2 separate regions of the Sus scrofa genome follow, and region 2 is linked to region 1. Evidence: chromatin contacts called from public HiChIP or PLAC-seq data. All regions are on one chromosome and are shown on one strand. Each heading gives the region's core, a stretch centred on a gene start, on an enhancer-like site or on the middle of the called end of the contact. The rest is flanking DNA. Distances are from core to core; before and after follow the strand shown.

Region 1 (4,163 bases), core at 1,221-3,720:
AGCCTAGGCTACCTGGGGACTGGAAGGAACACTCCTCTCCCTTCCCAGGGCCGGTTTAAAAGAAGCTTCCACAAACACCGTCTCAGACACACACAGAGCTCCCACACGCTGGCAAAGAGCATGTGGAAACTTGGCCAGGCTGGTTGGGGAACCCCCTGTGCACTCACAGACAAGCAGGGCTGGAGGGGCACCCCCTAGGCAGGCCGCTGAGGGTCTGGCCAGGTCACCTCTCCACATGGGCCTCAAGGACAGGCCAACCGAGATGCCGGCTGCTCCCCCAGGACCTCAAATGCTGGCCGCAACTCCCCATGGCGCCCGTGGCCAGGGCTTGCTATCCATTCCTCCCCCACTACATGTTCGGGAGCCAGCCTGGCCCCCAGAAGTCCTGCATCTCCCTCCCCTTGGCTTCCCCCTGCCCTGGGCAGGTACACCTGCCTCTGGCCTGACCAAGCCAGGCACGTGGCTTCCACTTTCTTCTTTCCTTCCAGGCAGCAGCGAAGTGCCAGCCAGTGTGGGGTGCTGAGCTGCAGCCAGGGCAAAGGCAAGCTTTTAGAGGCCGGCCAGCGCGAGCAAAGCTGGGGCCGATCGGCCCCCGGCACCGGACCATGGACACAGGGAGGGGGAGAGCGAGCCCACAGGGCCGCTCTGCCAATGTGCCTGGCCAGCTGGCCCCCGGCTGAGGCGGAGACTCTGTGTTCTGGCCGGGGACATTCTGGCAGGGGACAGGACAGGCCCCCGGGGGCTCCTCCTTCACACCTTTCCTTTTGTGAAGAGGTCATGGGCACGGACCCCCGACCTGGCACATTTCCTCCTTTGCCACGCCCCCATGTGGCTGGTGGGCGGAGCAAATCCAGCCACTCAAGAGGTGCCTCCGCCAGGGTGAGCCTGGGATGAGCGGCACTAAGAAAAACTCGGCCAAACCCTCCAAGGTGGCAGAAAATGAGGGTATGCATCACGAGGGGCCCATGGGGAGCCAGAGCACTCAGTGTCCCTCCCTCCTGCAAGCCCACACCAGAGGGACTGGTGGCCTCGGTGCCGGCGCGCCTCTGCCAAGGGGCAAGGCCCTGCCTTCTTCCCAGAGGCGCTCTTCCACTCTGCTGCCCGCCGCAGGCCCACCTGCTAAACTCATGACCGCTGAACCACTACAACTCAGTCTGGGTCCGACACAGGCAACACCTGAAATACCAAAGAGACCCGGGGACAACTGGCTTGCCTGGACTGGGAGAGGGGAGGGAGGCCCATCAGGAGGTCAGGGGAATGACCTTTTCCATGCTTAAGAAATCTACTCTCAGAAGAGCCACGGAAGAGTCAGCAGACACCCAGCCACGGCCTCCCTTCTTGAGGGCCAGGTAGGACTGAAGCTGTCTTGCAACACAATGACTTCCTCTCAGAGCTCTTGAACCTCCTCCACCCATGTGGACCTGATTCCTTGGTGCGGCCCTTTCAACCTAGACATGGACTTTGGGGGTGGGCAGGGTGCACAGCCTGCGATGCCTCCCGCCCTAAGCAATTCCGCTCTGCCTTTTGGCACAGTGACTGACATCTGGCCCTATGCAAACGAGGCTGCAGGATCTGTATCTTCCAAACCCTGGATGCTGACAGAGCCTGTCAAACCACCGAGTGGGCCGACAGGAGTCCCTCCAGAGACAGGCCCTAATGCAGGGCTTCTCCAAATGCACACATCAAAAACAAAAACAAAACAAAACAAAACAACAAAAAAACAAAGGAACAAGCAAACACAACCCAAAAAGCCAAAACAAAAACAAAAACAAAAAACAAACCCAACTCTAGCTCATCCTGCCCTGAAGCTGCCTTTTGAAAAGAGAAAGAGAGACATTTAAGGGGCACTCACAATGAAAACACCATCTATTATCAACATTAAACTGAACGCAAGCATGATTCACATCATAGGTTTCTCGAGTTACCACTTCTGTTGATTAACTGCTGTGCTCACTTCTGATTGGGATGTGGGTCACCTCTCAGCTCTCAGGCAGAATTTACCCAAGGTCTTGCCTAGTATGAGCCAGTGGGCATTTCAACCTTGTTCACTTTGGATTTGCCACTGCAACAGGGCTCAGTAGGATCTAGCCCCTGGGCTGGGTAGCGCCCCCACCTCCCACGGCTGGCAGTATCCTGGAGGGAGTGGCTGGTTGGCTGCTTGCTTTGAGTCATGGGACACTAGTGGGAAGAATCTGGCCAGTTCTATTTTGGCCACGAGCTGGGAAATCCCTTGGCTCTGGGCTTGCCGCTGGTATAGAAACAAGGCCTCAGTCCCCTCACGGCGGGGGCTGTGCTGGAGGCAGAAGGGGACCCCCGGCCGAAGGCTGGAGGTCCCTGGCAGTGGAGAAATGAAACACAACCCAATCGCATTGCTTCGACGCCCAAACAACTCCTGCTGCTTGTTGTTCCCTTTCTCCTCAACCAGCTGTTGTTAAAGCACCAACAAGCAGAGTGACAGCCACTGACTACCGTCTCCCCATGTAAGGCCACTAGAAGCAGGGAGAGAGCGCCAGAGGGGAGGAGGAAAGGTCCGGCCCTCAGCACTACCACCCCCGCCAGGCTCTCGGAGCCTCCGTCCTGGGGGAAGAGCTGGTGAAGGAAAAAGTGCTGGAAGAAAGGGACGGGGGTGGGGGGGGAAGAGAAATACACCAAACACCCTACTGCCCTCTCCCATGATTTCATCAAGAACTGGGTGTCCTCCAAGTCAAGTCAGGACTTGTTTCCTCAGGGGGAGAAGAAAAAAAGAAAAAAGAAAAAAAAAAAAAACCAAACCACCCCAAAACAAAAGAAAAAAACAAAAATAAAAACCCCGCAAGCACCTTCAGTCTATTTTCTTGGCTGGAAGCCGGAGCAAATCCAGCAGATATTTACACAAGGGCCCAGCCATGTATGAGAACAGGATAACCAGCTTCCCGTGGGTCATGGTCATGAGAGTCTGGTGTCCCGAGGCCCAGATGCGGTACCAGGGGCCGTAGAATGGGTCTGAGATGGCCGGACACAGCATGTTGTTCAAATTCACTTCGGTGACCTGCAGGGACAAGGGAGGCAGAGTGAGCGTTCGCCGTCCTTAGGCTTTCTCTGGCTTCTGCCAGTTCAGCCGGGTCTACCTAGGGGGCTAGACAAGGAGGGATTGACAAATCCCCACCTGTTCATAGCAGGGTCTTTCTCCCCTAGGGTTCCTGAGGGGGTCAAGGCTGGAGAGGCTAGAGCCCTCTGGAGGTCTTAGGGGAGGCCGTCCAGGGGAAGAGCCGGGTGGGCCTGCTCAGTCTTGCCTTCTGCTTGGGCCCAGAGCCCGTTGCCAGTCCTAAGCCTTCCCCAGGTGCCTCGACCCGGGGGGCTGTCTCGGGGTGAAGAGCGGTCCGTCAGCGGCATGGTCCCTGCCTCCAGCTAACTAGCAACCAAGCAAGTTGGGGTGATCGGCCTACCACAGTGGACCTCAAACCGTGACGTCGGAGGCGGGCACAGAATGGGGGCCGGATCCTCAGAGAAGAGTTCATGGGAAGTGACACCTGAATGGACTCATGAAGGATGGATGGGGGTCATGGCGAGGAATGGTGTGAACAGAGCCTTCCTTGTAGGAGGCGTGACCGGAGCCAGGCCCGGAGGTGAGACCGAGCACGGAATGCGTGGTGACATGAGGACGCTGACTCCCCTGGAATCCAGCAGTCCCAGCGGAGAGCAGGTGGAAAGGTATGGGCCTGAAGGTCACCGCACTTCCTCCCCGAGCACAGGGAGCCTTCATGCCAGTGGCAAGGCGCCCAAACCACCCCCGAAGCCAACCCGAGCAGAGCAACGCGCCAGGGAGGGTAAGAGAAAATGACTGCTTCTACGAAAGTGCTGGTGACATCAGTAACGTGCCCTAGGCCGGCCGGGGCCCACGAGGCTCCACACGGCTAATGCTACATTAATGCCGCGCGCGCACAAAGCCAGACGTGCCACCCCTGTCCCGAGGACAGCCCCGGCCCTTTCCAAAGCCCGGCGGCCCGTCACATTAACGACAAGTCCTCACCCCGGCTCAGAGAGGTGGTGGCGTTTTGGACTGTGTCACAGACGGGTGGACAGGGCGCTGCCCAACTCACCCAGAGCGGTGGCAAAGCCGGGACTTGAGCCTGGGTCTCCCAACCCCAGCCCCAAGCCCTTGCCACTCACTTCGCCGCCAAGAG
Region 2 (4,163 bases), core at 722-3,221, 230 kb before region 1:
TTACCCTTCACGACTTTATGAAGGAGGTATTATTTTTCCATTTTACAGATGACAAAGATGGGGACACAGAGAGGTTTAGAAACGTGGACCAAGTCACACAGCTCATAAGGGTGAGAGGAGGAAGTCAGACCTCGGTGGTCTGACCGTAGAGCCCAAATTCTTAATCATTAGCAGTGTCGCTTAATGTGCCCTTATTTGGATGTGCTGTACATTATTTATAAATTACAGCTTATGATGCCCATCCTCCACTGATGTCATTTAGGTTATTTCCAATTTTTTTCTGTTTACAAATATATTAAAGGAATATATTTGTTTAAATGAATCATTAGGGAGTTCCCGTCGTGGCGCAGGGGTTAACGAATCCGACTAGGAACCATGAGGTTGTGGGTTCGGTCCCTGGCCTTGCTCAGTGGGTTAAGGATCTGGCGTTGCCGTGAGCTGTGGTGTAGGTTGCAGACGCGGCTCGGATCCTGCGTTGTGTGGCTCTGGCGTAGGCCAGTGGCTGCAGCTCCGATTAGACCCCTAGCCTGGGAACCTCCATATGCCGCGGGAGCAGCACAAAGAAATAGCAAAAAGACAAAAAAAAAAAAAAAAGAATCATTAAATGAAGATCCTTATAAGAGCATTTGAAAAATGGTAAACTCCCGAAAGAAGACTTGCTGGGTCAAATAATATTTCAAGTTGCTGTCTAGAAGTTGTGCTCCTTCAGACAAGCACTGAGAGCACATCCATGTGCCTGATTCACCATATCCTCACGAGTACTGGGGTTTAGCAACCTTTTAAGTTTCTGCCAGGCTGTGAGGTGAAAAATGACATTTCTACCATCTCAATGCTGTTTTAATTTGCATTATTTTTACTTAATCATTCCTGAGGCTATGAACCCTTTTTGTTCTTTTTTTTTTTTTTTTTCTGGCTGCACCCACGGCATGCAAAAATTTCCAGGCGAGGGATTGAACCTGTGCCACAGCAGTGATAATCCCAGATCCTTAACCCATTAAGTCACCAGGAACTCCTGTGAACATTTTTTTATATGGCATAAACCCTTCGCGTCTTCTCTGTGAAATGCCTGTTCATTACTCTTTGACAATTTTTCTCATCATGTTGTCACTGATCTACAGAAGCTCCCTCATTCATTCTTTCGACAAGTATTTATTGAGCACCTACTGTGTGTCAGACCCTGCCCTGGGACTAGGAACACAGTGGTGAATAAGCAAAGCCTTAGCTTTCATGAAGCAGCCATGTAGGTAGAGGAAACAGATACGATGCAAATCACTAAATAATGTAACTGCTGCTCATGGTGAGTGCTGTAAAGAAAATAGTGCACTTCCTATAATGGGGCTCTTGCAATAGTATGAATAATAATATCTGTCTGCCTTTGCCTTTATCCTGGTTTGTCCTTTGTCTTTCAACTTTGCATGAGACATCTTTTGCCCAGGCAAAGGTGTTCAATTTTTTTTCACGATCAAATCTATCGTTCTTTTTCTTTACAGTTCCTAAGGTGGTTTTTTTTTTTTTTCTTTTTCCGCTTGCCTCGCAGTGTTTTAAAAAACATTCTCCTATGCTTGCTTCCCATCTTTCAATGGTTTCTCTTTAACAATCGAAACTTCTGACTAAGCTGAGCCCTCACTGGGAATAAGGAGTGAGGTAGAGACTCAGCTGTATTTTTTCCGGTGGCAGGGCCGTTGTCACAGTAAATGGCACCATGGATTAAACGGTGTGTCCTTCTCCCCAGAGATGGTGAAGCGAGGCTCACAGACAGGAAGAGCCTTGCTCAGGGTCACAGAGCAAATGAGGGGTGGCAGAACTAGGCAGAAATGTAAGGTCCCAAGGGTCGCTGACCTGCGCCAAAAGTTGTTGTCTGCGGTCACAGTGCCACTTTCCCATTCCGGGGAGCCTCCTGACCTCTCGCTCAGAGACAGGAGTGCAGCGGCCCAGGGCAGCTCCACTGCCTATAAATAGGCCACCACCTGCTGATCTGTGCTGAGCTACTTTACATCGAAGCAGCTTTGTCTGCCAGGGGCTGGGCGCAGAGGGCAGACAGCTCTGCCGTGTAGGAATCAAAATAGGAAGTGTCTACTCTAAATAAAGAAATCTGGCGTTGTTTTCATTCAGTGGCTGACGGAGCAGCTGCCGGCCCCGGGGAACCTTCCAAGGGGGCTGCCTCGAATTAGGCGGAAGCTATAAGCTGGCGGTTTGGAGCTTTCAGGGCCTTTCTGAGGTCTCAGCTAGAACAAGTCTAGAATCCAGAGGTTATCTTGAAAGGACAAGGGTTTGCACCACCTCCAGTGCCTCGCACTCCATCCCACGTGGTGTCTTCTCTGCAGACTCTCTCATCTCTGTGCACGTTTCCCGGGGCTGCAGACACCCCCTCCCCCACCTCCTCCCCCTAGGAGACAGGCGTGCAGCACCGGTCTCAGGGGAAAAAAGAAAAATGAAGTGAGAGTTAGAACATTCAGGTGACATTAAAAAAAAAAAAAAGAGGAGTTCCCGTCAGGCGCAGTGGTTAACGAATCCGACTAGGAACCATGAGGTTGTGGGTTCGATCCCTGCCCTTGCTCAGTGGGTTAACGATCCGGCGTTGCCATGAGCTGTGGTGTAGGTTGCAGATGCGGCTCAGATCCTGCGTTGCTGTGGCTCTGGTGGAGGCTGGCGGCTACAGCTCTGATTCGACCCCTGGCCTGGGAACCTCCATATGCCACGGGAGCAGCCCAAGAAATGGTAAAAAGACCAAAAAAAAAAAAAAAAGAAAGAAAGAAAGAAAGAAAAAAAGCTCATATTTTCCTTCAGTTACCGGGAGATTTTCGGTCAAAGTGTTCGAACAAAATTGGTGGATAATTGTCTCCATTATTTTGCTTGGCTTTCCATGGATAGACACAGCCGAACCTATCTGCAGGATCTTAGCATCCTGCTAACCTCGGCGGGTATTTTGTGGCTTCTCTCCTAAACCTCGAGTAAAATTACTGTTTGTAATAAGGTAAAACAAGCTCGTAGCCTCCCCTCTGTCCCCCGACCCCCTACCTACACACTGCGGAGATTTAGGGTCATTCTTCCCACACCAGCCATCTCTCCAGCCAGTCCCAATGTCAGATAGTCCCACCACCAACACGATGGGAAGAGACCTGAGTTCCAGCTCCAGCTCTGCCATGGCTGGCTGTGTGACCTGGGGCAAGTCACTGCCCTGCTCAGGGACTCGGGCAGCTTCTGGTAAAATGAGAAAGGTCAGTCTGGGTGGATTCCCTAACCCAGCTCCTCATCACAAATCACCAGTGGTGGAGTTCCCACTGTGGCACAACAAGATCAGCAGCGTCTCTGCAGTGCCAGGAGGCAGGTTCGATCCCCAGCCCAGCACAGTGGGTTAAAAGAGCCAGCATTGCCGCAGCTGCAGCGTGGGTCACAAATGTGGCTCGGATCTGATTCCTGGCCTGGGAACTCCACAAGCCGTGGGGTGGCCAAAAAAAAAAAAAAGAAAAAGAAAAAGAAAAAAAAATCAGTGATACTGATTAATAGATTCTAAGCTCCAGTTCTGACTTACTGAATCAGACTAAGCGTTAGGGGCCGCTGTATCTGTATTTCAACAAAACACCCAGGAGTTCCTGTGGCTGTGGTTAACGAATCTGAATAGGAACCATGAGGTTTCAGGTTCGATCCCTGGCCTTGCTCAGTGGGTTAAGGATCCGGCATTGCCGGGAGCTGTGGTGTAGGTTGCAGACGCAGCTCAGATCCCACGTTGCTGTGGCTCTGGCGTAGGCCGGTGGCTACAGCTCCAATTCAACCCCTAGCCCAGGAACCTCCGTATGCCACGGGAGCAGCCCAAGAAATGGCAAAAAAAAAAAGAAAAAACAAAAACAACAACAAAAAAAAACACCACCAACAACAAAAAAACACCCAGTGATTCCATGTGCAGGCGGGTTTGGGATCCAGTGAACTAGATGACTTCAAGGTCACTTCCACCTCTGACATTAGGTGTTTGGATACCTCCCTCAGTATTTCTGTGTTTGATCTCTAAAAAGGATGCTCCCTTTCACCTGCCCCAACCCTATGCAAAGGGAACCCTCCCCCACTTTTTCATCCGGAGCCCCGAAGGCCTCTGGCATTCACTGGTCAGACACTGAGTAGAGACCCAGGAGGAAGGGGTACACACATTATTGCTGGGGGAGGAGGCC

Evidence for each region. HiChIP or PLAC-seq counts read pairs in DNA pulled down with a chosen protein or histone mark.
Region 2: an H3K27ac HiChIP or PLAC-seq map of skeletal muscle shows a contact between it and region 1. The contact joins two enhancer-like sites. A contact is called at or near these places in 2 of 5 promoter capture datasets (fetal liver and liver), 17 of 47 Hi-C or Micro-C datasets (alveolar macrophages, blood, embryonic fibroblasts and 10 more) and 1 of 2 datasets of contacts at active chromatin or transcription factors (skeletal muscle).

Annotation. Positions count from the first base shown.
Region 1 is chrX:90,284,093-90,288,255 of Sscrofa11.1, reverse strand. It overlaps TMEM164 (transmembrane protein 164), which reads right to left. Exons shown (of 6, transcript XM_021080004.1): 6 at 1-3,028. The coding sequence ends at 2,822. Among named protein-coding and RNA genes, the nearest start is that of MIR652, 120 kb to the right of the region's middle. Within about 2 kb of position 2,470, at least 6 of the 83 cell types and tissues checked have an H3K27ac peak or open chromatin away from gene starts, as enhancers often do. A contact at or near this core is called in skeletal muscle, where this site is marked.
Region 2 is chrX:90,514,304-90,518,466 of Sscrofa11.1, reverse strand. All of the region lies in intron 2 of LOC110257717 (a long non-coding RNA gene), which reads left to right. Among named protein-coding and RNA genes, the nearest start is that of RTL9, 37 kb to the left of the region's middle. Within about 2 kb of position 1,971, at least 7 of the 83 cell types and tissues checked have an H3K27ac peak or open chromatin away from gene starts, as enhancers often do. A contact at or near this core is called in skeletal muscle, where this site is marked.